Regions from separate parts of the Mus musculus genome. Here region 2 is linked to region 1. A link is a contact called in public HiChIP or PLAC-seq data. All regions are on one chromosome and are shown on one strand. The core of a region is the stretch at or near the end of the contact, and the rest is flanking DNA. Distances in the headings are between cores, read along the strand shown. Region 1 holds the start of Aldh1a3 (aldehyde dehydrogenase family 1, subfamily A3). Region 2 has its middle 49 kb from the start of Gm33515.

What was found. HiChIP or PLAC-seq counts read pairs in DNA pulled down with a chosen protein or histone mark.
Region 2: a contact with region 1 is called in an HNF4G HiChIP or PLAC-seq map of pancreatic cancer cells. The contact joins the enhancer-like site here to the promoter of Aldh1a3 in region 1. A contact is called at or near these places in 1 of 484 Hi-C or Micro-C datasets (nephron progenitors), 3 of 115 datasets of contacts at active chromatin or transcription factors (a colorectal cancer cell line, embryonic stem cells and pancreatic cancer cells) and 3 of 9 other capture datasets (adipose tissue, liver and pancreatic islet).

Annotation. Positions count from the first base shown.
Region 1 is chr7:66,424,869-66,431,050 of GRCm38.p6, forward strand. It overlaps Aldh1a3 (aldehyde dehydrogenase family 1, subfamily A3), which reads right to left and starts at 2,609. Exons shown (of 13, transcript NM_053080.3): 1 at 2,446-2,609. The coding sequence starts at 2,544. It overlaps Gm33515 (a long non-coding RNA gene), which reads left to right and starts at 3,779. Exons shown (of 3, transcript XR_391552.2): 1 at 3,779-3,868; 2 at 4,647-4,700; 3 at 5,196-5,626.
Region 2 is chr7:66,475,005-66,481,186 of GRCm38.p6, forward strand. No RefSeq gene overlaps it. Among named protein-coding and RNA genes, the nearest start is that of Gm33515, 49 kb to the left of the region's middle. Within about 2 kb of position 2,682, at least 45 of the 459 cell types and tissues checked have an H3K27ac peak or open chromatin away from gene starts, as enhancers often do. A contact at or near this core is called in a colorectal cancer cell line and pancreatic cancer cells, where this site is marked.

The DNA.
Region 1 (6,182 bases), core at 1,359-3,858:
GACTTGTGAACCAGCAGGAATGGGACATGATTGAGGTGTAAGGTTAAAGATACCATGAGATGCAGACAGAATTCATATTTTATTACTGAAGGCCCTGGGAGGTGTTCTGGATGGAGGTGAAGGTGATGGTCACACTAGAGAACCCTGCTGGCACTCTTTCCAGTAACTTCCACCAGACTCAGCTAAACTCAAAGTGTCTAGGTTTTCAGGAGATTTGGGGGAATTTTATTTCTCATAAGAGGGATGGCAACATTTTGTATTTTGGTGTATTGGAAACCCTGAAAGAGAACCTCTCCGACTGGGAGAGACTTGATAGAGAAGTCCCTAACATGGAAGAGGCTGCCACCTCTAGGATCAGTATGGGGAACCCCAGAGGACCCTCCCTCTCCTCATGGCCTTGCACCCACTGTAAAGGTTTGAGAACAAATGAAGGAGCTTTGATAAAGTCATCCTTCTGGAAGCTGGTAAACCGCCCTGCCATTGCCTGGGCTCCATCCAGTCCTCCGTGCTGCAGGAGCACAGTGAGTCAGGGAAACTGCACACCTCTGCTGGCTCACAGGCCTCACAGCCCACTACTTGTCCCCAGTCTCGATTCTGCTCTTCCACATCTTTGGCTTCCATCCTTAGCCCAGGACACCCTGATGGTACAAGACTCACCTTGGCCTTTTTCATTGTTCTGAGGGGTCTCTGCAGAGGTGCACAGGAAGCCCAGAGGGAGCAGGTTGGAACTAGTAAGGGGATGAAAGGTGTAGCTAGGCACCAGGCAGCTGGAGCTAGTATCTCCTGGAACATCCCTGGGGCCGAGGGTCGCAGCTCTCAGTCCCCTGCATCTTACCGTGTTCCACAGTCTCCGCCAGACACCCCCAGACCTTCAACCCTCAAAGGGGAGGGGGCTCTGTCAGAACCAACTACTCCTCTGACAATCTCCCAGGATCCTCACCATAAAGGCTGCATCTTTAAAGTGTTCCAGGAAATCGCCTAAAAAGAGGCAAACTTTTCCTGCTTTGTAGCCAGACAATTGTGGGAGGATTCCGTAAAATCCTAAGCGAAGAGGCGATCCTGCTCACTTTCTGGCTGCTGTGGTGTTTTTTACAGAACTGTAAAAAACAAAACAGAACAGCCACCGCCAGAGCAAGAGAGGATCATCGAAATGAGGTCTGAAAAATGAAGCCATTATTTGCTCCTTTCCCAGCCCCGATGTTGAAATTCTCCCTCCGAAGCTGACACGATCGAGGAAACTACATTTTAAAAAACTTTCAGTCTTCCCAGGACTGTGCCTCTCTTGATTACAGAGCCTTCCTTGGGAAAACAGTTCATGTAAATGTCATGCAATTTATATGTCGGCACGGCCGACTTCAGGGGGACTAAGTACCAACATATCAGAATCTGAAGCCCACACATAGCGACCTGCCACTTTCACCTTTTGATTAAAATTATTCAAGAGGGATAATTGCTACTTTTGAAAATAAAAACCCATGAAGGCGGCTTCTTAGCATCGTGTCAGCTGGAGTTGAGCTCGGTGGACAAGACAGGAAAATAAGAGGGGTTGAGGTTTCCAGACCTGAAGCCGATGGAGCGCTGTGGTCCCTCAGACGCCCGCCAGTACACCTAGCAGTCAGAGCAGCGCATCTCTGAATTTAGACTTGTTCTTCCTCTCTGAGCCTTCTCTGCTCCCAGACATCATTGTCCCTGAAGCTCTGGGCAGGTGAGCTCACCACTATGCTAGTTCCAGCCTCCCAGGAAAGGGCAAACACCACCAGGCCTGCCTATGGTCTTGTTCAACCCGCAGCTCCTTCCCTGGGCCCAGATCGAGAGGCCTTGAGGAGTACTCCTCAATGACGTCCATCTTTCCTCCCCTGCTCTCCTGGTAAGCTGGGATCAGACTGAACACAATGGACAGGACGGACGGAAGGACGGACGGGGTACTAGACCCTTCTCTCATTGCCCAGGAAGACTTACTTCCAAGTTGCAGTTCCTGGTGTGCCTCAAACTCATCCTGGAGTGCTCAGGTATCTCTAGCCCCCCTCCCCCGCCCCCTAACCCAGGTCCTTCAGCCCAGAAAGCCCTCTACCAAGAAGTCGCCCTATGCCCATTCACCAAAAGCACCAGCACTCAAAGTGGGCGGTGGCCCGGACACTGGGGGTGGGGGTGGGGGCGGCTCTGCAGGCTGCAACTCCCGCACCGTGGGCGCTGCACTCACTGCATCGCTCCTGCTCCTCTTCTGGCTTTGAGGCTTAGATCGTTCAGCCAGAGGTGCAGGTTTCCATTCTGGGGTGCCCCTCAAAAAAGTGCAGTTTCCAAGGAGCCGGCCCCCACCAGAGACGCTCAGGTGTGGGCAGCTCCCTGCGGACTCCCAGCACGGTTGTATCTTGGTCCCCACTCTCCCTACCAGGCTGCTCGGCGCAGGAGTCCCAGGCCGTCGAGTCGACAGCGCACCCTCCTCACCTTGGTGAACTTGACCTCCAAGTTGCGGATGGGGCGCGGCAAGGCAGGCGGTTTCCCATCCGGCTGTCCGTTTTCCACAGCCCCGTTGGTGGTAGCCATAACTGGTTCGCACTCTCCGGTCCGTGTCCCCGACGCACCAGCTTGGCCTGGGCGGTGCGCAGCCTGCTCTGGGTGACAGCTCCGCGCCTTTATGCAGCGCCCCACGCCTCCCGCCCAAGGGGGCCGCCTAATTGGCTGCAGGACGGAGGAAGGGAGGGCGGGCGCGGGAGAGGAGGAGGGGACCCGGCCGCCGCTGCTACCCCTCCTGTTGTCCCTGCCCCTCCGGGAGCGGGACGGTCCCAGACCGACCTAGGCTGCGGCCAGAGAGCTCTGTCTGCGCATCGCTGGGCGGCCACACCGCGGGCTTCCGCAGCCTAGTAGGCTGCCCTTCTGCGAACTTGGGGGCCGGGGGCACCAAGGCCGGGAATTCCCAAGGGTCGGACATCCGTCAGGGCAGGGAGCCGGCTCGTAGCGATCGCAGTAACAGGCCTCTCTCTGGGCAATCTCGAGATTTTGTCAGAGGCACCTGCGGTCCCCGGACCACCGCAGCGGCTCTCCAAAACTTCGGCGGGAGTGAGCGCTCTCTCCGGGACCCTGCGTTGTGCCTCCCAGGATCTAGACGTCTTGTGGTCACCACCCGTGGCTGCCTCAATTTGGGGTCCAACTGCCAGAAGCCTGCGCTCCATCCTTCCCAAGCTAGGGCCGCCAGCGGAGGAGGTCTACTCTGAGCCTGGCTGGCAGGAAACTTCCGTCACACCCACGACAGCAGGCTAAGCGACAGCTCTTATGCGCAGCCTTATGGAGTTTTGCGGCTGATGGTCCTGTGACCTTCATATAAGTACGCACAACCCTAGGGAGGCAATTATTTTAATTTTTCAAACGCACAAATTAAACTTCCGTTTTAAAAAAATGGAAAAAAAATCCCCAAAACAAAACATGAGATCTTTGCAGCTAGTTGCTTTCAGACTAAAAGCTCTTAATGTTTATGTTGCTCAGAACTGCCAAGAGGGGCTGTGGGAAAGGCATGTCCAACTCGTTTAGGAAACGCTTCTTTCAGCCCAGGACTTAAGACTTAAGCTTCATCCGAAACCCGGAGAAGTGTCTCACCCACGTGTAGGGTGGCTGCATCAGGGGGTGAGGCTTGAACTCCCCACAGAGGAGGGGGTTTAGTCCTTAGAGAGATTTGGCCATGTGCTTCTGTGTAAGGTACCTCCCTCTGCCTGTTCTAAGGACTCAGCCTCCATTTCTGTTCCCCATGTCCTTCCTCACTGTCTTGTCACTAGGAATCCTTCTGGATAGTGGAATAAGCAGTAAACCTTCAGAAGGCCCTATTTGAGCTGTGCCCTCTCAGACAATCTCCTGCTATTAAGGATTGAGCATGCAGGTGAGAGTGGGGATGGGGGGCTGTGGGCCCCCAAATGAGCAAGGACTGACAGGCTTCTGAGAATCTTCCTTTGACACTAGGGTCACCAACATTCTTCCTCCATCTTTCCTGCTCTTTCTGGGCTCCCTGGACATGTAGCTGGTCCCACAACTCCCACCTTGGTCTATAGTAAACATCTGGGGTGTCTCATACTAGGTCCCCTGGATGCTGAGTCCTGCCATCTGGGTGCTTTTGAAATGCTGAAAGACCCTTCTCTGTGCAGGGGACAGAGACCAAAGGCTGTCTCAGAACTCCTGTCCTTCAAGGCTACCCTGGTTATCACTTTGGTTATCACTTTGAAGGGTCTTTAAGAAAATACAAACTCCAAAAATGTACAGAGGACATTGAACTTATTAAATAATTGTTAGACTGGTAGGGGAGGCAAATGGATTTGGGAATTAAAACTCAGTTCCTTGTTCATAAGAATCTTTTAAGATGGGCAGCTGCCACTCTGCCAGGCACAGACTGGACAATGCAGGTTGCCTCAACTCCAACCCCAAGACTCCCTCCTGACTGTGGCATCTGCAGAGCCTTGGAGCCATTGGCAATGACCACAGGCAGACAGACTGGCTCACCTTCCCCCTCTTACTGATTCCCATGTGACCGGGAGGTCAGAGCAGAATACTCAACCATAGACCTTCCCTGTAGTAGGCAGTTCCCAAAGAGCAGGTCAGGGGGGGGGGATGGGCTTGGTTCTGGGCTTGTCCTGACTGGAAGTCTCTTCCTCCACACCCCTCAGCTTGTCATTCAGCAGGCAGGGAGAAGCTTCGATGTTCAAGTTCCCATTTTACAGGTGAGTAAACAGAGGCAGGTGGATACTTGTCCTAGACCTCACTGTCTTGGAGGAACCAAAGGCAAACTGCGGGGGGGGGGCAGGATGTGAGGAGAGGCTTCTCTTAATATTTTTTTCTGTCACATTTATTCACCCAAGGATGTACCTGTGTCCCAAGGTGGCCCCGGGGTCAACTGAGGTCATTAAGGTGCTAAGTATTTTATGAGTTAGCAAAATAGTGGGTTTCTCCCTTCTGGCTGTGTCTGCCAGAAACCAACACTTATGGCCTTGCATGGCTTTGGCCACAAGGACATGGCCCTTGGGATCAAAGGAGGTGGGACTCATTACTTAGCACAGTGGGTCACCAGGTGTCTGGGGACTTCCAGAGCATTGTGGTTGGCTCAGCTCCCTTCCAGTTCCACATCCCTGCCTCAGACCCAGCTGTGTGCTCCTGGGTTGGAACCTGGAACTCTGAACTTTCATTTCCTTTCCTGTAACCCCCATTCCACTCCCTAGTGCTTGGGGAGGCTCAAGCAAGATAACACTGGATCAACTATGGAGTGCTGTATACAAGCCTGGTCTCAATTCTCCAGGATCTCCTACCAGCAGACATTTCTCCCTTACTTCTTCCCAGCTTATGTAGTGCTCCCAGACTTCAGTTTTCTGCTCATTTTATTGTTTTTGTATTCAGATTGGTGGGGCTGGCACTGTCTGAAGCTTGGCTTCTTGGAGGGTGCATCGTGTGATCTGGGACTACATTGAAGGCTAGTTTGTGTAATAAACATAAAAACAAAAATTAGGCATCTTGGGGTCTGTGTGGAGAGATGGTTTTGTTTTCAGCAACCACATGACAGCTCACAGCTGCTGTAACTCCAGTTTCAGGGGATCTGACACCCTCATCTGGTTTCTGTAGGCATTACACATATATGGTGTGGGAGATACATAGAGATAGAGATAGAGATAGAAATAGCGATAGAAATAGATGGTGTGTGATACACACACACACACACACACACACACACACACACACACACAAAGTACTCACACACATATAAATAAATAAACAAACAAACAAAAAACCCCAATTTCTTAGAAAGCACTGGAGACTGGAGGGAAGATGGAGTCACCAAGGTGCCTATGGCACAAGCATGAGGACCTGAGTTGCTCCTCTGCACCAGCGTGAAAAAATCCTCTTCATGGCGGCATTTGCTTGGAATTCCAGCGTTAGATAGATTGGTGCAAACCAGCAGATCCCTGGAGCTCGCCGGCTGGCCAGTCTAGCTGAAATGATGAGTCTTGAGGAAGGCATCTGATGTCAACTTCAGGCCTCCACACAAATACATATGAAGGGGAAGCTGAGATAAAAGAGAGGTTAGATAACTTCTCTCACTTCAAAACCTAATTCCGTTTCAAACCATACATGTTTGTGGGAGATGCTGAAATCTGTGATAAATGTAATTAATTCATAATGGGTAGGACAGAATCCACACTTGATTTTCCAAG
Region 2 (6,182 bases), core at 1,432-3,931, 50 kb after region 1:
CAAAGCCATTATACGGAGACAAATAAACCAGTCTTAGCTGGCCACCTACCTGTGCTTATATAACATTCCAGAAAAGGTCAACCAAAAGAAGGGAGAGAGAGAGACAAGGCTGGAAAGAGGCAGCAAGAGGGAGTTTCCTGAGGCGACGGAACTCGTTTGTAACCTACTCTGGAAGGTTTACATGTGTCTTAAAATTCACAGAAATAAAAGGCCACTTTCTGCATGTGACTTTTAAAGAAAACAAAAATATTGGCTTGCAATTATTGAACACTTGCCACTCGCTCAGTCCTTTTTGAATTGTGTGGTCCAAGGTCATGAAAGGAAAGGGGCTTCTTCCAGCCCCAGCCTCCCTTCCTCCACCGAGACTTCCTTATCTCTTTATCTGAGCACAGGTAAGCCTGGAATCTCAGGGCAGTGTAACATGAGTACTGGTGACAGCCTTAAGAAGACTCTTCCACTTGGCCTGTTCTTGGGTCCATAAGTCGGTACATGTGGTCTGTCTCCTATTACTGGGAGCTTTGGGATGGCTGGAAGTGCCAAAGATCTTCCAAGCAGGACTCAAGCTTGGGGCAGGAGGCTAGCTGAGAATGTCAGTTCCTGAAATCAATCCTCTCTGCACAGACCATACTAAAATCTGACCCTTGACACAGGCATAGATAGGACCTAAAAGGCCACCCTGGTCCCTAAGGGTTGTTCCTAAACCAGGACTACTACCCCAGCTGCCCTGGAATCAGGCACTCACAAATTAAGTCTCAGAAAGATAAGTGCTTGGTGCTTGGAGATTGTACTGTAGGTAGGGGGCTTCATATCACACCTAAGAGAACCTGAGCTTAATTCCCCAGCACCCAGGAGAAGCCAGGCGTAAAGGGTGCCTCTGTAACCCAGTGCCAGGAACAGGGGCAGAGACAGAGATCCCTGGAGCTCCAGGGTCAGCAACACACACACACACACACACACACACACACCCACACACACAGAGAGAGAGAGAGAAAGAGAGAAAGAGAGAGAGAGAGAGAGAGAGAGAGAGAGGTATGAGCATACACATGGTAAAGAGAAACTAAAGAATTAAAGAGGCATTTGATGTTGGCTTCTGTCCTTCACACACATGGGCATGCACCACACACCTGGATGACACATGCACACACATGAACAACACACATATACACATGCCAAAGAGGAAAAAAAAAGTAAAAATAAATAGCACTCTAGTTAAAAAATTTTAAAAGCCCTCCACAATTAAAAGTCTGCTTGAATTCTTCTTGTAGACTCTACAGGCAGGCAAGGGCTCTTGGTGGTCAGGCCTGGATAGTCTAGGTGTCCCATAGTTCTGTCCTGGCTTGGATGAAGCCAAGCGATGGGGAGCATGGGGTTCTGACCTCATGTCAGTGGTATGTCTCTAGTTCAGCGTGTCTGCCTTCTCTCTGGGTGTCACTGTGCGGGGCTGACCTCCACATGCCTTTTCTGCATATGTCCCTGACCAACTGTGCAGGGAGCCAGGCTCTGCCAAGGTCCACGGGAAGAATTCAGCTTAGCCCCTGCAGGAGAAGACAGAGAGAAAGTGTGCCAGGGTCAGGTGGAGGGAGACATGTGAGATGGAGACCACTGAGTGGAATTTCAAAGAAATAACGGGGAGGAGGCAGACGCGAGCTTGGAGGGTCTTAAGAAGTACGGATTATTTGTCAAAACCTGAAGGCAAGACAATTAAGTGGATTGAGGACCACTCTGAGGGCTTGCTTTCATTTATTTTCTCAGGAAAGGCACAGAGCGGATAGGATTACCAAGATCACACAGAGAGATGATGTCAGTAGGTGATCAGAGAGCGGGACTGGTGGGGGCAGCCCCCCAGCTCTCACCCCCCCCACAGACTCCAGTTCCTCTGGATGGGAAGCCAGGAGTTCAGCAGAGACAAGAGCATACAGCCGCTGATGTCCCCCGACAACATTGTGCTGTGTGACCACGGCTCACAGGAACCATGGCTGCAAGTGGCACCTACTCCATTGTCAACATTCATAAACGTTTAAAGGAGGGGCCTGTGAGATGGCTCAGTGGGTAGAGATACTTGTTGCTACACCTGAAAACCTGAATTCCCTTCCTGGCACCTAACCTACAGGGTGGAGAAAAACAGCTCCCGAAAGTTGTTCTCTGACCTTCATATGTGCACTGAGCACACGTGAAAATAAATGAATGCAACTGAAAGGTTTAAATGAAATATTGAAATTTTACTCTTAAACATGCAATAATGATCCACCTCTTTCATCCCCATCGTCTGGATCATCCCCTCCCCCACCCCACCACATACTGCAAGCCAACATTGCTCCTCATTAAAAAGTTGTATTGCATTTATTGAGTGTGTGTGTGTGTGGGGGGGGGGATGGTGTTTGTACCATGGGACACATGTGGAAATCTGAGAACTTCTAAGAGTTCGTTCTCCTTCTACCACGTAGGTTCCAGGGATCTAATACAGGCTTTTGGGCTTGGCCACAGTGTCTTTTCCCACTGAGCCATCTCTCCAGTCCTTATTCCTCCCTTCCTGTCCCACCCGCATTTAACAGTGTCTGAAACAGGAAATGACTGTACAGGGCATTTCCTTGCTTCCGGGCAGCGTGTTTGTGGTGCACTGTCCAATCAACAGCATGTGGTACTTACATCTCAAAGGACATTGTAGTGGACTTTATTTGACTGAAGGTTTCTAGCTGAGTCACTGGCAGATGGCTGAGTCATGGTTCCTGTCTGTGCAGTCATTTGTGTGTTCCTTAAGAATGATGTCATCTTGTCATTTGTTTGCTTTCCCGTGTCCTTCTGTAGACATCCCAGAAGTGCCCTTTAACTCATCTCCTGGCAAGGATCTCCAGGGCAGGTGCTGCTAGCGACAGGATTGTTCTTTCTCAGTGGGTCCAATATCACTGTGCAAACTGTCTAACGGCAGCTTAGCGAAAGACAGCACATGCATTCACGCACATAGGAATTCCAAGTAAGAGTTGGTGACATCCGGAATGTGCACTGCACCACTTACAATAAACAGCAGGCTACACCGTATTCTTTACTGCAACTTCTCGACCCTCCTGTTTCTCCCAGGAGTCTTTCGTCCCCCCCCCCCCGCCCCCAAATCTTGTGTTCATAACAAACACATGTAGTTCTTACAGAATCCCTGAATCAAATATTAGCTGCGGAACTCTGTAATATCGCCTTGTTATGTCCTGTTACTCACAACCTGGTGGCTTTAGAGTTGAATTGTCATTAAAGCGCCTCATTTGTAGCTTTGCCAATCGCCTAGTGGAAATACTTTCACTCTCATCAATGCCAAGCAACTGCGACATTACTGAATGTGGCCTTGGGAAGAGGGATTTGTTAGACTTCCACTATGCAAATTTAGTAGCACCCCATTATGCTTGGGGGGAGGGGGTGATTTCCAAACGGCGAATGAGACTGCAGCTACCTAGTGCCTGGCTTTCTGTATGCTATTTTCCCCATACATACATGCTCATGGTTAATTTATACATTTGGTACCCTAAGAGATTAAAACTGTAACTAATAATAAGATAGAACAATGATAGCAATCTCTTTCTTATAAGTTGTTTAAAACTTGTGACTTGTTTCATTTCTGGAATTTTCCATTTAGTTAATATTTTCAGACTGTAGTTGTCTGGGGCAACGGAAATGCTGGAAAGTGAAGTTTCAGCTTAAAGTTCTAGTTCAGTCAGGCTGCAACCGGGCAATAGCTGCGAATCATAAAGAATTGCTTGGCCCTCAGCTTCACTGATCTACTTCACCTGCAGAAACCTCGTGCCCTGGTATTGAACAACTCACCCTTCTCCCAGTCAAACCACAAAAATGGCTGCAACTCCCTGGTAGTTACCTGCACTTGTGTGTGTGTGTGTGTGTGTGTGTGTGTGTGTGTACCTGCCCCTAGCCCCTATAAAGGCACTCCACCTTCACTGGGAAGCCTGAGGCCCCAGCTCTTCTATTAAAGTGGGTCCAGCTCACTGAGATCAAGTCTGTCTGCCTCTACGCCTCATTTTTCTTACATCTGGTGCTAAGACCCTCTTAGGGCCTTCCCAGCTTTAAGCCCTCTTTCCCCCCTTCCCTGGGGGCATTCCTTTGGGAGCACACACCTCCCCCAAACTCACTATATAAGCTAAACAGTCACCAGCCTGACAGAAGACCTTAGTTATTCTCGGGTCACCTCTGCCTCTGTGTGTAGCCTAAGTCCTGTGGATGGAACCTCAGTTCTTGGGACTATTGGTACTCCATGTAAACCCCTCTGGATCCTGATCCTCTCGGTTCTACTCCCAGTCTCTCCTTCCTCTGACTCTTCTTCCTCTAACCTCTTCCACTCAGCCTTTTTCTGATCTTTAAGTTAAGAGTCTTTTTGTTGTTTTGATGGCTGCCGTCCACACACCCAAATTCTACAGGACAGGATGATTGTCCGTCTGGGTCTGACTCAGAGGCACTGACCAGATCCCAGAAGTTTCAGGAGCTTCTCGCTCCTTTGATCACAAAGTCTTAGAGGTTCCTCTGAAACCACATTACCTTGTGACTCTCTGAGTCATGTGAGTGTGGGTGTGCACTCTCCTAATATGTGGATTTTCATCCTTCTCCAAACCTGGGGGACGCCTCAGGCATCAGGAGAAGACACTCCACTAGTCCTGCCTGTCATTTCAAATTTAAACCAAATTCTAAAATGTGTTCTAAGTTATCTTTCTCAAAGGCTTGTCTCTGAGGGAATTTTGAAAAGTGCCACCAAACTCGTTCAGTCATCCACTCAAGTGGCCCTCCGCGGTCCTCCCATAAGGGAACTGCTGATCCCACTTTGAAACATTCAATTTTGACGTTCTTACATACCTAAGTGACTTTCTCAGACCAACTCCAAAGGGTCTGAGGCCACTCAGTTGCACCCTACGCTCCCTCCCCGCAAGGTCATTTTAACCCTTCTCATCCCTGGCACTACGCTGGGTCTTCATGCCCGCACTTTCTAATTGGTCCCCAAGCCTGCTTTGACCAACTGAGATAGGATGGCCTTTTTGATCTTGGAACTTCTTTGCCTTGTGCCTTTGTTTCTGCATCACCAAGTTTAGATACTCCTGCTCCCTGAGATCAAGTGTGTCGGCCTCTATGCCTCATGTTTCTTACATCTGGTGCTGAGACCCTCTTAGGGTCTTGCCTGCTTAAGCCCCCTTTCCTCCTTCCCTGCCTCCATCTGCAGACATATACGAAAACTGGGTATAACTATGTAGATCACTAGGTTCAGTCTTTGAGAGATTCAAATATATTTGGGGGTATGGATAATATTTTAAAAATTGTCACAGAACTGTCTCAGGTTGTCTAGCTTCACTGAAATGCTGGCCCCGAAGAATGAGATTTGGCCTGCTCACTTCAGACCCACGTTTAGTTATCTCAAAGTTGCCTCCAAAGACTTCCGCCCTGGGTCTGGCTGGCCCCTGACTCTGACCCTCTAACAGGGAGAAGAAAAAACGATTTATTGTCCTTTCGGGGGTCTAACTCAGCCTAGGAAAAAGACATTCTGTAATTTAAAACAGCTAAGAAGTAACTGTTTTCAATAGAACAGCGGTTCTCAGTCTGTGAGTTGCAACCCTTTGTGTAGAAACAAAGACAATTCAAAGGCACGAGGCAAAGAAGTTCCAAGAACAAAAGAGTTGTCCTATCTCATTTGGGCAAAGCAGGCTTGAGACCAAATAAAAAGAGTGGGCATTAGGACACAGCATAGATTTCAATTTTCAGTTTGAAGCTGCATTTTGAAGTTTCAACTTGAAACTTCTTTCACAAGGGCTGCCTATCAGATATCCTTCATATCAGATATTTACATTATGATTCACAACAGTAGCAAGATTACAGCTATTAAGTAACAACAAAAATTTTATGTCTGGGGGGGGGGGTGTTCACCACAACATGAGGGACTGTTATTAAAGGGTCATGGCGTTAGGAAGGTTGAGAAACACGGAAACAGATGCTACTGTTGTTTATCTCATCCTATAAAGTGGTCTGTAATAAAACCAGCTAAGAGGATGCTCCACATGGAAAGGGTAAAGGGGCCTCTGCTGAAACTCTCTCAGTGATGACTCCAGCATCGCAGCTTTAACAGGGCTCCCTCAGCTAAATTCTGTTAGATGATGTAAACACGAATTTAATGATGATTGTGACACACAAAAAAAACTCTGCCCGAT